Regions from separate parts of the Mus musculus genome. Here region 2 is linked to region 1. The links are chromatin contacts, called in public Hi-C maps. All regions are on one chromosome and are shown on one strand. The core of a region is the stretch at or near the end of the contact, and the rest is flanking DNA. Distances in the headings are between cores, read along the strand shown. Region 1 overlaps Lhpp (phospholysine phosphohistidine inorganic pyrophosphate phosphatase). Region 2 overlaps Fam53b (family with sequence similarity 53, member B).

What was found. Hi-C and Micro-C count contacts between places; a contact is called where the count stands out from the background.
Region 2: a Hi-C map of muscle stem cells shows a contact between it and region 1, with 2.7 times the contacts expected there. The contact joins two enhancer-like sites. A contact is called at or near these places in 2 of 39 promoter capture datasets (embryonic stem cells and macrophages), 2 of 15 datasets of contacts at CTCF or cohesin (embryonic stem cells and large pre-B cells), 12 of 484 Hi-C or Micro-C datasets (B cells, Sertoli cells, bone marrow-derived macrophages and 7 more), 5 of 115 datasets of contacts at active chromatin or transcription factors (bone marrow-derived macrophages, embryonic basal ganglia, embryonic stem cells and 2 more) and 4 of 9 other capture datasets (adipose tissue, embryonic stem cells, liver and 1 more).

Annotation. Positions count from the first base shown.
Region 1 is chr7:132,654,364-132,659,211 of GRCm38.p6, forward strand. The region is part of intron 6 of Lhpp (phospholysine phosphohistidine inorganic pyrophosphate phosphatase); the gene reads left to right. Among named protein-coding and RNA genes, the nearest start is that of Lhpp, 46 kb to the left of the region's middle. Within about 2 kb of position 2,423, at least 146 of the 459 cell types and tissues checked have an H3K27ac peak or open chromatin away from gene starts, as enhancers often do. A contact at or near this core is called in liver, muscle stem cells and uterus, where this site is marked.
Region 2 is chr7:132,778,621-132,783,468 of GRCm38.p6, forward strand. It overlaps Fam53b (family with sequence similarity 53, member B), which reads right to left. Exons shown (of 5, transcript NM_001381858.1): 2 at 516-765. The coding sequence starts at 593. Among named protein-coding and RNA genes, the nearest start is that of Fam53b, 33 kb to the right of the region's middle. Within about 2 kb of position 2,716, at least 98 of the 459 cell types and tissues checked have an H3K27ac peak or open chromatin away from gene starts, as enhancers often do. A contact at or near this core is called in liver, muscle stem cells and uterus, where this site is marked.

The sequences.
Region 1 (4,848 bases), core at 1,173-3,672:
CAGGTCAGAGGACCAGCTATCAGTGAGGTAGCTTTACAAAAAAGGCCTGGCTGTGGGGGCCTCTGACCCAGAGCAGATCCTGAAGTGGGTCATTTGGTCTCACCCTTACACCAGGGAGGTCTCCTCATGGTGCCTGTGGATGACGCAGGCAGGGTCTGGTTTCTAGGCCACGCTTTTCTCAGAGGCAAACAGGAACCCTGTATAGCCTTAAGCTCCTGCTGTGCTCATGTGGAGCTCTGGAAGGGCCCTCACAGAATTCTCAAGGAAACTGTATCCAGGAAGGTCTATCAGAGCTCTCCCAAAATAGACCCAGCTGCCTGGAGTGGTGTGAACTCCCTACCCAGAGTGAATCCCAGTGGCTGGTGACTGTCTCACTCAGAAGAGCAGAGGAGGACTGAGTGCCGGAAACTTGAGTAAAAGGCCCAAGGTGTCAGCATTAGGCTGACCAGTACTGGGCTAGCCTCTGGCCTGGCTGCATCAGACTCCAGCGTTAGGCTGACCAGTACTGGGCTAGCCTCTGGCCTGGCTGCATCAGACTCCAGCGTTAGGCTGACCAGTACTGGGCTAGCCTCTGGCCTGGCTGCATCAGACTCCGGCGTTAGGCTGACCAGTACTGGGCTAGCCTCTGGCTTGGCTGCATCAGACTCCAGTGTTAGGCTGACCAGTACTGGGCTAGCCTCTGGCCTGGCAGTATCAGACTCTTTCTCTGTACTCTGGCCCCTAGGACCTCCGGTACTGGAGGCTAGTCCTATTTCCTGTTGATAAAGGGGAAATGGAGCAACCTCTCGGAGGATCCTAGAGCTCCCACTACCATTGTGCCACCTCCCGGCTGCAGATGCAGAAACTGAGGTCCAAATGGAGCAGGGCCATCAGTGTGGGGCTGTCCTGCACTCATGCCGCCTGCTCCACCTGCTCTATGATCGTCACCTTTAAGTCCTAGATTGTCATTGCTAAAGCAGTGGTCAGTGGTCAAGATCACAGAGCACAGGTGGTGGCTGTGCCGAGTAGAAAGGAGAGGAACCAACTGTCAGCAATAAGTGACTTTCACTGCACACCATGCCTTCAGGGGACTCCTGTGCCAGGACACTGTTGTAAAAGCAAATGATCTTTCAGGGTGCACTTGGCTTGTCCGTGATTTGTGAGTTTGGGACTCCTTAAAAAGGGAAGCCATCTCACCAGAACTAACACCTGCCCGCGCATGCCCAACCAGAACAGCCCTCGTGGGAATGACTGGAGACACAACTCTGCCTGCCCCAACACAGCCTGGATGGCCCAGGAAGCGAACTTAGTGGCAGCTGCCATATTCCCATGCTTTTATCTTGTCCCGAGCCTCCTTACGGCCCCCAAGCACATCCAGAAAGCACTGCACACTTCAGACAGGGCTGCTCCAGGAAGCAGGGGGTGGTGGCTGTGAAATCTGTCTCTGTGCCCGTGACAGGTAAGGATGGGGCTGTCACACACACTGTCTTTACAGCACTCTCTGGTGCACGGTGGAGGGAGAGGCAACCTTATTTCACCCCTTGCTCATACCCAGGCTCCACATGTCAGCCAAAAGGCCGAGCTCTTTTCTGTATCCGTGCAGCCAGTTGAAGCCCACTCCCCTTGCTTCTTGTCTGGACAGGGTACTTGGGGAGTATTGGGGAGGGTGGAGCTCAGAGAAGACACCGAGGGCACCTGGTGGAGTTCAGCATCCAAGATACATTGGCCTTCTCTAATCTACTCTCCCCTCCCCTCCCTTCATTGTCCTTTCAGTCCCATCCTTCCTGAGCCCCAACATCCACCTGGGCCTCATTCAGACGCAAAACAATCTTTCCTTTTCTTCTTACATGTACCGCCTCCTGCTCTGGCCACAAGAGGGCGCCTTGTCACCAGGTTCTGGGAGAGTCAGCCCTTCCGGAGTTCAGGACTTGAACACACAGATCACACGCAGCAAGCACATCAGGCCCCAGTGCACCCTTAAAAGCACTCACAGCCAGCCTCCCTGTCCCTCCGCCCCTTACACTCACATATTCACATCCATGCCAGCTCGCTCCCATGTATGCTCACCCTGCCTGCTCCCCTGTTGCCGTGCGTCTTTGTCACTCTGTGGTCTGGCCACCTTGCTAGACTCAGGGCAGGCTGGGGTCTAAGGAACCACAGCAGCTTCTGTGACCCATGGAGGCTTTTTTGTGTTCTTCTCCAGCTGGGACCTTCACAGGGGGAGAACCCAGAGAACTGTGTGCATTCTGGGCCTGGGGTCCCTGTGACACCACAGTCCTTGCCCACTAAGTCCCCTGATGTCCCCTTCTCATTCTTTCTTTGAGCCCTTTGTCATGCTGTGCTCTTCCACCCCTGTCTCCGTGTGTCCCCACCCCCATCCTGGGCTTTGCCTAGATTCTTTATGGGCTTCCTTTATCATAGAATCTCAGTATCTTTCCACCAGCAGGGGGCGCCACTGGCTCTGGGTGGGGAATAGAGAGGCATGGTGACTTTCCACACCATGTGGCAACACTAGCTCCCACCCCAGGCCTGTCTATACTCCAGACATGCGTTGCTCCAGGAAATAGGGAAATGGCTTGGTGAGCAAAGCACTTGCCTTCCACACACACCAGTTACTAGAGGAAGAAAAATGTACCTGTGTGCCACAATGCTCAGTGTGTACTTAGACGGCATGCTTATCTCTGCGCCCACGTGCGTTTGTGCAAGGTGTGAAGCACTCTCCACGCCACCTGGCTGCATCCTTCCTTACCTTTCCCCTTACTCCTCCGACCCCCACTGTCTCTCCCCACCCACTACTCCATCACTCCCCACTGGCCTTCATTGGGGAGCATGAGCTGTGGTCATCAGACAGAGCTATAGAAGCATCCCAGCTGCCCCCATTCCAGCCTCTCCCTAAGTGTCCGTCCGTCCTCATGGGCAGACTTGCTTGGGTTGGCCTGCTGGTAAAGGCTTTAGGAAGGCAGTGAGATTTCCTGACTTCTATCTCTTTTCATTTTATCTGTTTGGTTTTTTGTTTGTTGTTGTTTTTTGCTTTTGCTTTTCAGTCTCCTGTGTCTAAATTATACAGAGAGCCTAGACAGGAATGGGGCAGTGCTTGACAGAAGTGTCGGGCAGCTGGGGTACCATCAGCCTGCAGGGCGCTGTGGGGCTGCAGTGGGTCCCCACGCTCGAGGCGTCTGATGTCACTGAAGAGATGGGCTTGTTGTTGGCAGTGGGCTTGGACTCTGTGTGCCACTGCATGGCAGCCCCAAAGGGTTCAGATTACAGAACCAAGACGGGCCGTTTCAGGTTTTTCCAGGCTGTGAATGCCAAGTTCCAGTTCTGCCCAGCTCCCTCAGAACCTGGGGGCCATGGTAAAACCCACCAGCCCCTCCCCATGCTGTGCCCTAAGCAGCTCCTGTGACCTGGGAAGGTGGTTATCCTGCCTTAGAATCAGAGCGAGATTGGTGAGCCCTGACCTCTGACCTGTTAAAGAGGGAGGCTCAGCTTGGGGAGTCTGTGAACAGCAGGCTGCTCTGGCCTCCGTCTTAAGCACATCTTTCTGTGAGCCTCTGCTACCTCACAGCTGGGTACGTTTATTCTGGAGTGTACCAGGAGTCTCGGCCCGAGGATACAGATGCTCATGGGCAGTCGTGTTTCCGGTAGTGTGTAGCATTTTTGCTGTCCTTATTAGTTTTTTTCAGGGGTGGGGTGGAACAGACTGGAGAGGAAGGGGTTAGCCTTCTTGGAACCTACTACTGAAGAGGAAGCTGAGTTTTTTCCACGTGAAATAGTTTAAAATAAACTTCGAGGGGGACGCAGACAGGGCTGCTGCAGCCAGATGGAGGAGCCTAGGGTGTGTGTGTGTGCCCCAGCTGGTATCTCGGCTCCTGCAGCCCTGACTGAGGAAGCACCCTGCAAGCCCAGTGGACTGCGGACAGGAGATGGGCAAGCCAAGGCTTCGGGCTGGCCCCTGGAATGTTGTCCTGGCTGTGCTGGAGACTGCCGGGCGGCTCAGATTCCCAGGATTCATGATGAAAACAATTAGCCAGCTCTTTACAAAGAATGCAAGGCTCCCGGTAAGCCAGGAGAGGAGCCTCCTAGCTGCTTCCTGTCACAACCCTAGAAAGTAAATAGAGTGAATTATTTAAACTCAGTGGCCTCTGGGGTTTAAATAATTCACATTCAGGAACAGTAACAACCCCGAGACCCTGGAGTCCCTGTGAGAGTTAAGACCCCACTTTCCCCTTCTTTCCATCGCTTTCTAGCTGCCGAGAACAGTCCAGGGCACATGATGCTATGAGGTACTCCACGGAGATGTTGGACATCAGACCACTCACTGCCCCAGTGGTGGGGTCCTTTTGACCAGAAACAGCTTCCAGTGGTACCATGAATCAAGGCCCAGAGAGTAGGTGGCAGGCATGCCCAGCCTGAAGCAAGCTCGTGCAGTTGGGAGGTAACAGGTAGCTATTGCCAGAGCAAGGCTCCGGGTGCCACAGGTACCTCCTCTAACTCAATGCCCAGCTCAGGGCCTGCAGCAAACTTGCACTGCTGCAAAGCTGGCCTATACCCTGGCAAGATGCCATCCCTCCCCCATCCCTCCAGGTCCAGGTAATCACGCCAGCTGAGGTGCTTACTGAAGTTGAACCCCCTCATCTCTGGACCTCTCTTGGGTTGCTCTCCCCATGTTGTGAGGGAAGTGGCTGCAGCAGGCAGCTCTGGAGCAGCTCTGTCCCGGGCACTGTGCAACCCTGGCGGTGTGCTCAGCTTGGTAGCCGTGCTTCCCATTCACCTTGGCCGTTCCTATGGGTTTTCTGCTGGGGCCTGGGGCTACTCGGGCCTGCCATAGTTCAGGAACTCATGGAGATGTTTTCATTACTTTTGAAACCA
Region 2 (4,848 bases), core at 1,466-3,965, 120 kb after region 1:
ATCACCACCTGGTAGAGGGCAAACAAATGGGTGATTCGAGGAGGGTAGGTGACGAGACATGCAGTCAGAGGGCAGCTGGACTTGCCACCTTACTGCCAAATTGCGCTTCCTTTCTCTCTAATCTACCACTCTCGACCCTCAGGTGGTGGCTCTCATGCGGCACTGCCCTTTGAGACAGCCTTATCTCGGCTCGTCCTCTGGCACCCTCATCCTGGACGCCAGCCACCTCTCTCTTGAGGTGGAGGTGAACAGAGTGCTGGGCTACTCTGAGCCGCCTCTGGCGTGACCTTCCTACCCCGTCAAATCGGCTCTAACCTGGATCCAGCTATTGTCTCCCTGAGTACAAATCTACACTCTGCTCCTTTGCACACAGTCCCAGCCTCGACCCTCTCACAGAGCTCTGCTCACTTCCAAGTTGTTAGGCCCAGATGCCCATCCACAGCCACACCACAAGCCCTCCCTGCACCCCAATGCCACAAAGGAGGAGAAAGAAATGCAGTGCTTGAGGTCCTCACCAGTTCAGGGATGAAGGTCCTGTGTGCTCCAGAGTCAGCTCCCTGGTTGATGAGGCTTCTCCTTAGGATCATCACCATGGTAAGGACCTCAGGAACTGGGCTGCATCCCAGGCTGGGCACAGGCCATCTTCAGCGGGGAAGACTTGATTAACAGTGATACCTGGGCATTCCGGAGAGTGAGGTCACTAGAAACAGCTCCCCATCAGTTGCTCAGACTGGCCTCTGGGAATGGCCAAAAGTAGTCAACGGCCTGGAAAGACAAAAAGACAAGCAACGGGCTCAGCACTAGGAAAGCCTCAGGTGTAATGCAGAGAACTCCACAGGGATGGAACCATATCCTTACTAAAGGAGGTGCACTCTGGGAGGTCACCAAGGGCAAGAATCACTTTCTTAGATCTCTCTCTCTCTCTCTCTCTCTCTCTCTCTCACACACACACACAAACACACACACACAAACACACACACACCCCAGCTAGCCTTAGACATCTAATATAGCCAATGCTCTGCCAGAGACAGCAACAAATTTGGACCCACGAGACATCTTCAAGACCACAGGTTCTGAGGTGCTAGCAATATGTGGTTCCTGGCAATCCAGCATCTTATCACTGGCTGGGCTGGCTTTTGCAGGCACACCGAGCTCACATTAGGACAAGTTTAGACTGGCAAAGGATCAATATTCCTCATCCCCACATCCAATATCAAAGGGGGCAGGGGATGCAGAGCTGGCCACTGGCTTACCTCATCTACCTTCTTAGGAAAACTGCTACAAACAAATCAGGAAGGTCTATTTAAAGACACGTGTCCCATCCTTAACAGTTGTGGTTTTGTCCCTTTCCCCAGAGTGGGCCACACCAAGTGACCTATGAGCGACTGCCCAGACCTCCTCGGCACTATCACTTGCCAAAGATCATCAGGCAGCCTCCTTGTTCATGACGTCCCACCAAGCAAAGGAAGACACTGCACAGGTCTGAAAAGCCACTCCTTACAAGGTGACTTCCCTGATCTTAATACCCCATCCCTATCAGCCTGCGATTTGACCTTCAAAGGAAAGTCACATGGACAGAAGGACTGGAAGATCACCATCAAAATCTAAAAAATAACGGTAATCATAGCAATAAAGAAAAAGAAAAGCGGCTTCTAATCTGTGATTAAAAACGGACTGTTCAGCACTAATGTTTTAGAAGCTGCTGTGTGAAAGTAGATGGCACCTGGCATTCACTTCCCATCCAGCTTGTCAGCCATGTTCTCCTGTTTACTTCCACTGGACTTTACAGTGGTGCTCCTGACTCTGCTATTACAGGCCGGCTGGTGAGCACAGGAAACCAACCTTCTAACTTCTTCGAAAACAAGGTTCATCCAAAGTGCAAAATCAGGGGTGGGGAGGAGGGTAGTCAATGCATTTATAAAGCTTGACTGTTCAGGAAAGGAGGCGGGGGGGGGGGGGGTGGTGGTCAAGAGTCCCCCGTGGCGCTAGGAGACCTGCTTCATGCTTCAGTACCACATCAGTCTACAAACTGTGTGTCCCAACCAAGTGTGATGTGTTTAAGGAAAGAATGTCAAACCATTCCGCCTAGTTCTGGCTCAACAGCAGGGCCAGAAGTGCCCACTGGCCCCCTGCAGGCTTGGATCAGGAACAGGCCAGGAGGGGTGCCCCTGGATTCGCCCTTCAAAAGGGCCCTTTGTGCTGCCTCAGCAGGGGAGGCCTGATGGCAGCCATCACCTTCTGGGTGTGAACCTCAATTCAGCTCTAGGGCAGGCAGCCATTGGCACAAGGCCTGAGAAGTAAACTCAGCATTTCCTTCTCGGAGGTGACTGCTAGCCTTGGTGGTCATAAACTCGGAGCCTAAGACCAGCATATTTGGGTTGGAATCTTCCCTCTTGAAATATATTGATTTCTCTGTGGGGCCCAGTTTCCTTCCCTCTTGATAAATAAGAAATAACTCTAGCTGCCCTTAAGGTTATTGTATCCTAGGGAAGCAGAGGTCAAGCGTTTTCCTCTGTGTCCGGTTCATCTGAGAAATCACTGACAGCAGCTACTACCGCCAGTTTCATGGAGGAGTCCCAACCCTCTTTCCAGGGGTGGACATCCAGTCATCCTTTGCAGCTGACTTAAATTCCACCAGCAGGGGCCTGGCTGTATCAGGGTCCATCCCTCTGCTGAAACTGGGAGGCCAGTAAAAGCAAGACTATGGAGATCTGTTGCCATGGAAACATGACAGCCCTTCCAGCCACAGCTCTGCACAAAGCTGAAAAATGGGCATCCGTACTCTTACCAGCTCCAACCCCACTTTAGCCCCTACAAAGGGGAGCTGGCAGAGGCAGCACTTGGGGTGGAGTACTATAAGCACCTGTGTACCCGAGTGGTCAGTAAATGGCCAAAGGTCTGGAGAAGAAAGGAATGTGGCCTCACTCCTGCCCTCACAGCTCTGAAAAGTGGCAGCACTATATACAAGCTGAGAGCAGGGGGAAGGGCAGTGTGTGTGTGGGGGGGAGGGGGGTATTAAAGCCTCCCCTGCACGGAGCCCAGGGCAGGAACACCCTGGCTGCCCACTCACAGGGGACTGGCTAAATAAACTACAGTAGAGTTGTATGGCTGAAGGCTGTGTGGCCTTTAAAAACGGTTGTAATGAAGCAGTCAGAACACGATATGGGGAATGGTATGCACTCTGGCAGCCATGCTGCAGGACAGAGAGCTGGAAAGACCCTGAGCTCTGAGAGCCACGCTGAATGCAGACTTTATTCTGCAACATGGTGGCTCCCAGGAGCTGTGGCTGGAGCTGGCTTCTGGGATCAGCTGGAAGAGTCTCTGCCCTTTACATGCCTCAGCACAATCCCTTGAACAAGTTGAGCTCAGCACACACTTATGGAATTAGGCTAAATCGCAGCAGCTTCTTCGAGTCTGGGTATATATAGACCTGGAGAGGCTAATCCAGACCAGCAGAGCTTGGCACAATCTCAAGTTGCCGAGGATTCTTTCGACCAGTAAGTAACACAGGCTCAAAGAACCCCATCAGGGAATGCTGGTCCCTGTCCAGCGACCTAGACCAGTGTAAGAAGACCTCTTTCCAGAGAATAAGGGACAGGTGATTCCAGGAGGGTGGGTGACAAGACTGAAACCTAGCTGTCTTTGAAGCTGTCTTCTGTCTTTGAGGCTGCCGCTTGACCCAGCTGGCTTTCTCTGTAACCTCACTTAGAACAGCTTCTATCTACTGAGCACTACCTTGGTGTGTCTCTAAGGAGTCACCAATTCCCAGTGTAGCCATGTTAAGGGGGCATAGGGCAGGGGCATGGTGCTTTAGCAGGTATCATGGGACTGAGTTAATTAAAAAAAAAAAAAGTTATAAAAGCATGTGCCTGGCCACACCTGGCCACGCCTGTCTCACTTTACGTTCTCTCCCTTTCCACATAATGTGGTATCATTTATCATTTGCCTCCAACCTTTCAGAGCTGAGACAATTCTTCAGCCATGCCATGAAACCTTCCCTCTTAATAAAGTCTATTCTTTATAAAGTTACCCAGCTTCAGTTATTTTATCATAGCAGCAGAAAATGAACTAACAAGTCAGGCATTATAGCTCATGCCTATAATCCCAGAATTTGAGAGGTGGGGGCAGAAGGACTAGGAGCTCCAGACCAGCTTCAAATATATCATACCTGGTCTGAAACTAACATCACTCCAAAATAAAACAAACTCATGCAATTACCTACTATGCTAGTAAAAGCTGCTCTACACACATTAGCCGTAAAGTAGGCTCATGTTTCCCCATTTCACAGACACATGAAGAAGCTCACCAGCACTGAGTCCAAAAGCTGGGCTCGGATCCCTGGTGGATCAGCTCCCACGCTTGTAACTTCCCACAGGCGCCCACCTGTCCATCCCACGCGTGCCCCTCAGAAACCCACTCAGGCAACTACCACACAGCCTAGCAATCGATCACATTCCTCAGCGTTTGTCCTGGAAAATTAAACATGGTCACCTCAAAACCTGCCACAAATACCTTATTCACAACAGTCAAATCAGGAACCCATCCAAATGTCCGTCAGTGGTGATTGGTTAAACAGTGGCTCATCCATTCTAGGGAAGACCACTCAGCAGAAAAGGAGGAACTAGTCTCAGACGCCACGAGCTCCCAGAGAATTATTCTGGGCTTAAAAAAGTGACTCCCCTAGGGTTAAATTGCTATATGATACCATTTGTAACAAACTCTTGAAATGATAAAAGTATAGAATTGAAGACTAGCAGTTGTCAGGCGTTTGGAAGATGTGTCAGAAAAACAACACAAGATACGCTAGGGAAGACGGAAGTATTCCTACCTCCACTATTCCATGTCTGT